2 separate regions of the Zea mays genome follow, and region 1 is linked to region 2. The links are chromatin contacts, called in public Hi-C maps. All regions are on one chromosome and are shown on one strand. Each heading gives the region's core, a stretch centred on a gene start, on an enhancer-like site or on the middle of the called end of the contact. The rest is flanking DNA. Distances are from core to core; before and after follow the strand shown. Region 1 holds the start of LOC103652735 (kinesin-like protein KIN-14O). Region 2 has its middle 14 kb from the start of LOC118476856.

Region 1 (2,700 bases), core at 180-2,679, 120 kb after region 2:
GGCATTGAACAATTTCTAACTGGTATGCTTATTTAATTTATATAAGTTTTCATCAGTCAAAACGATTTCTGGTCTATTTCTGGACAAACGAACAGAGTCTTAATCAGTTCAGACCTTGTTGTTACTCTATGTGATGAGGAGGACAACGCAGCGACCTAGCTTCCAGGTGCCGGTTGCTTGTGCCTGCAGTGTTTACTGTTTGGGATTGGGACCGGGATGGCTTGCTGGTATCAGGCAACGGCTAGCTGGGCAGCCACATGAGGACTTGTTCGGTTAATCCCGTTACCCATGGATTGGATGAGATTGGAAAAAATTAAGAAAGAGTTTGACTTAGTTGGGATTTAAACCCACCCAATCTCACTCAATCCATGTGGATTGAGAGCTAACCGAACAAGCCCTGAATGGACAGGACGAGTTCTCCCTCCAGATATAGGCGTTTCAATCACATTCATCAGACTCGTCCGTCAGGGTAAGAGGTAACTACTTGTTTTCTCGAGAAATTGAAGGAGGAGGCTGAGGGCGAAGAGAGGAACTTCTTCCGTGCCATCCCCCCCACTGTTTTGTCATGCGAAAAATGCGGCTTCGTGTGACGCATTTGCATTCATCATGGAGGAGGAGTTGTCATAGGATGGATGCTGTTGTTGTCGGGCTGCTAGCCTTGGGTGACAGTAATTTGGATGGATGTAAGGGTTAATATACTAGCATGTTCCTTTATTTAGGTGGCGTTCGGTTTCGAAGCCAGCTAGAATAGAGCAGCGGCTCTTTTTGTACTAGGAGCGGGCTTCGTAAGGAAGATTTTGAAAGAAAAAACGGATAGAGATTGTGCACAAAGGCACACGCTTCATTATTACTATTATTATTATTATTATTATTATTATTATTATTATTATTATTATTATTATTATTATTATTATTATTATTATTATTATTATTATTATAAAAATGCGCCGCTGTGTGCGTGTGTGTGTGTGTGGAGCAGACCATCAACCTTGTTCCGCTCAGTTGGTGGTGACCGTTAGTTTCGGTCAGCAGATTAATGAGAAATGCTGCTTCTGGACCTTGCCAACAAGCAAGCAAAAGCACAAACCGAGCCGGAGCAGACAGCAGAGCAAATTGCGGCTCGACAGAACTTTTGGCGAAAGCTTTCCACCACAGATGATCCGGCCCCGGCCCTCCCCCTCTGGTTTTCTACGGGTGAACGAACGGTGGTGGGGGCTGCCAGCCCGGGTCTGGATCTTCTAAATCCAGCAGTCCAGGCAACCCAACTGTTTTGCTAATATAGGGCGTGTTTGGTGTGACGCCTAAGCCGCCACACTGCGCCACACTTTTCAGCCACAAGTGTGGCGCCCAATTTAGCTGCCACACTTGTGGCTGAAAAGTGTGGCACGGTGTGGTGACTTAGGCGCCACACCAAACACGCCCATAGTTTTTCTGCCCGCAGTGGCGGTGTGGGACAGCCTGCCATTGCCAAGCACCGCTCACCGGTTCTCACGCCGTAGGTAGGTAGGGGTCGATCCCAACTCCTTCCTTCCCCTTTGCTGCTGCTTTAATTCCTTGCGCGAAGATCCCTCTTCTTCTTCTTCGTTTACAGCCGTTCTTTGCTCTAACCTCTGGACTTTAGCCGCTCCCACACGGCCTCCATCTTTCGGCATCGAGAGATCCAATAACATCAGGACCAAGAAAGTAAAAAGACGCAATCATTAGGAACTACTTTCTCTCCGTTTCTTTTTAATTGTCGCTGGATAGTTCAATTTTGCACTATCCAGCGACAAATAAAACGAAACGCTACTTATCTGCATTGCGCAGATTCTCTGCTAGCTAGGCTGTTGGCTCGCTCCTTCAATTCTCCTCTCCTCTCCTTCCGCACTCCACCCCCTCCTCCGTAGTAGTAGCAGCATAGCATCTGGTGGTGTGGTGGTCAAGGTTCAAGAACAAATTCAGCTGGAGGCCGGCGGAGATTATTTTATTCATTCCCCTCCGAGGTAGTACCATCGCAGATTCTCTTCTCGTTCGCGCTTCTTTCGTTCCCGACGACGCAGACCATTTTCTTTTTTCCTTTGGCTCTGCAGAGGCTGCATCGAAAAGGGGAGATCAAGGATCCCCGGAGGCTTGTAGCCGCAACAACCACAAGGTATTCCGGGAGAAGTTCGTTACTGTTCTTTCCAGGCCAGCCAGCCAGCCAGCCGTGTGGTGTGGTGTGCGAGCGGAAGGAAGCGCAGCGCAGGCGAACCACGGAAAGTGCGGGAGGAATAGATTCATTCTGCGCCGTCCACTCTTTTCTTTTCTTGGCCTCATGAGCTGTTTCAGATTCCGTCCGCCGCCCACACCGGCCACACGACGGAGTCATGCTGGCAGCAGTTGCCTCTTGTTCTCCTTTTTTTTTCTTCTTCAGCTCCGTTGGGAGGGAACTGAGAAATGAAACTGCGCGGCAGGGAGGCGGAGGGCGAGAGGCTTCTTCTCTGACCAGCGACCGGCTCGCCGTCCAGAGAAGAAGAAGAAGAAGAGGAGGAGGAGGAGGAAGAAGAAGAAGAAGCGCTCTTGGGCTCCGTCGTCGCATGAAGAAGGAAACCATGGAGGGGCATGTGCCATTGCCATTGCCATTGCTCCCGGACGGAGAAACTGCGGTGGGCTACAGCAAGGACGACGCCTCCTCGCCTCTGCAAGGTTGGAACTGTTTGAAAGACCAGGTCGTCGTTGCAG
Region 2 (2,700 bases), core at 66-2,565:
GGGAACCGCCGCCGCCGCTAAAACCTAATCTCTGGCGGCGTGGGGGTGTTTTTATAGTGACGGCGTGGGCCCGATTCACGTAATATGCGCAGACTATATTTGCATAAACTGATACACACATCAGCATAACTCGTATTATAATTTAGCGTAAGCACAGGTAGGTACAATAAGCCCAGGGCTCCGGTGCGGTCTGCACACCTGGTCAGGGCTTCCTGTAGTTAAATAGAGCCCAGGGCTCTAAATACTATATATATATATATATATATATATATATATATATATATATATATATATATATATATATATATATATATATATATATATATATATATATAGTAGAGGAATAAGATATAGAAGATGAAATCTTTTAGAGATATTTATTAAGGACATGTATAAAAGGAATGATATAGAGGATATGACGGTTGACAACTTAGGGGTTGTTCGGTTGTTTGGGAACGGTGACCCGGAATAATTCCGAGCCACGTTGCTTTTCTAATTTATGTAAGTTTTGATTAACCTGAAAAATTTTCAGGGCCATTTCTGGAGAAATGAACAGGGCCTTAAGGGGCTAATACCAATTAAGTTTATTTGGTTTTAAAATTGCTTCCAGAATATCCGTACGTTTTAGGGAACTTGTGTGTTGTTTCTAAAGTCTTAATAGAAACCAATCCATCGCAGATATTACCTGCTTACACGTTTGAAATTGTTTGCCAGGAGACAATGTTCTAGCATCCATATCCACCGTAGGGGCTGGTGCCAGAACAAAGATTGCAAGTCATGCTCATACATGGTGCAGCACAAGGAAAAAATATTCCCTAAATTCTAGATTCTAAAACATTTTTAGCTCATATGCGTATTCGTTGACTGAACCTCGTTCTAAGATATTTCTAATGGCTCTATCATTTGCATTTCTCTTCTAAACTTGCCAACTCTATCTTGACCATTCTTTAGTCTAAGTTCAAATGTTGGAACTGTATCCCCCGGCCCCTCCACCCGGGAGGCTATGACTAGGTGCACATGAATGACGATAAGGCAGACCCTAATCATTTCCTGGAGTAGCTTGCCGAGAGAGCCTCTGAAAGTCCACCTGCCTTTAAGAAGTAGAGTCCACATCCTTAGTCGAAGAAGAGAACGAAGGACGTGGTTCGAGTCGACGAATTAGACGATGCACCCCCTCCTTCGACTCTGAGTCTTAGGCGCTACAAGTGCCCCCGATCGAACATCTGGATCGGAACGCCTCCTCGTCCCTAGGGGGTGACCTAGAGCCACTGGCGGGGACGACAACGATCGACCCCTGGGCCGGCTCTGCTGCTGTCTGGCCCAAGGATCATGATGACTCGACTATAAATAGCCAAATGGGCCGTGCTTGACGGGTCGGCCCGAAGCACGATCCGTTTAATAGTGTCGGGCCGGGCTCGGCACGACAGCCGTGTCGTACCGTGCTTGGGCCGCTGTCTCGGCCTGCAGTGCCGGCCCAGCTCGGCACGATTATATATTTTTTATTTTATAAAACATAGTGTGTGTATATATATATATATTTATATTTTATATTTGCTATTTATAACAAATACACTAGAGTTCCACTGGTTAGTCTCTTACATATAGTGCTTTCAGCTTTGTAGAGGGAGGTAACCTCACTGCAGACAGTTTTTTTGCATTTTTTCTGATTAAATGGACAACATGGGCAATTAAACGGGCCGGTCCGGCATGGCTAACAGGCCGGCGTGCCGTGCCTGGGCCGCGTCTGCGGCACGCGGGCCGACCGGGCACGACCCGTTTATCTGTCGGGCCTAACGGGCCCGTGCCGGGTCGTGTCGGGCCACCCGTTTGGGCACCTATAGACTCAACCTTTAAGACTGAGTCCTAAAGGGGCTCCTCCGCTCCTCTAAAAACGACCTTCAAAAAATTGCAAGGTATGACTAGTGTGTAGGCATTATTTCTTTAATAAGAATAATTCTAAATATGAATCTTGAATGTTGTAGGGAATCGACGGTGCTGCATGAGAATAAGGCAGGCCCTATCCCACCCGAGAAGGGCTCGACCACCAGCGCGCCTGCTGGTGTAGAGTCTGCTGCTATGCCACTTGAGCCTCCAGCTGACGTGTCAATCGGAAACGAGTCCTCTAGAGCCCCCAAGGGTCCAACTCAAGAGCGTCTAGCTAAGACGGTCATCCCCGTGGTGTCTGCGCTAGAGTGCAAGGTTGATCTTGCAGTTGTCGCTACTGAGCCCGTGGCGACACCAACCGAGCCCCGGGCTACACCCAGTCCTCGGCCCACCGCTAATCAATCGAGAGGTAACTATCTTAGGCCATCATTTGTATAAGGTGTTTTTATGTACCCAGTGTAGTCTTAGAGCTGTCAACTGATACAATGTTGCATAGATCTGGACATCGAGGATGTCTTGTGCGAGGCTAAGGCTACCATGTCGAACACCGAGTGTGACGATCTCTTGGTAATGTTCAAGTAGTACTTGATGGCAAATATTTATATGATGGAAGACCGGCTCTACCTATAAAAAGCTCAACAATACATTGTCGACTTCCACAAACATCATCAGGTATGTTTTTGTGCTTCAATTCATCTTCTAGGTTTCTTTTTATGATAAAGCTATTTCTAAGAAATCCTGAATGAGTTCAAGGAGAAATCTCTTCTGCTCGTGTTGACGTGTAAGAAACTCCAATGTCCAAATCCACTCGAAAAA

Evidence for each region. A called contact is a pair of places that touch in the nucleus more often than the background predicts.
Region 1: a contact with region 2 is called in a Hi-C map of ear, with 2.6 times the contacts expected there. The contact joins the promoter of LOC103652735 here to the enhancer-like site in region 2. A contact is called at or near these places in 7 of 25 Hi-C or Micro-C datasets (bundle sheath, ear, leaf and 2 more).

What each region holds. Positions count from the first base shown.
Region 1 is chr4:4,720,103-4,722,802 of Zm-B73-REFERENCE-NAM-5.0, forward strand. It overlaps LOC103652735 (kinesin-like protein KIN-14O), which reads left to right and starts at 1,430. Exons shown (of 12, transcript XM_020552423.3): 1 at 1,430-1,982; 2 at 2,070-2,131; 3 at 2,433-2,664. The coding sequence starts at 2,556.
Region 2 is chr4:4,595,971-4,598,670 of Zm-B73-REFERENCE-NAM-5.0, forward strand. No RefSeq gene overlaps it. Among protein-coding and RNA genes, the nearest start is that of LOC118476856, 14 kb to the left of the region's middle. Within about 2 kb of position 1,316, at least 16 of the 20 cell types and tissues checked have an H3K27ac peak or open chromatin away from gene starts, as enhancers often do. A contact at or near this core is called in ear, leaf mesophyll and tassel, where this site is marked.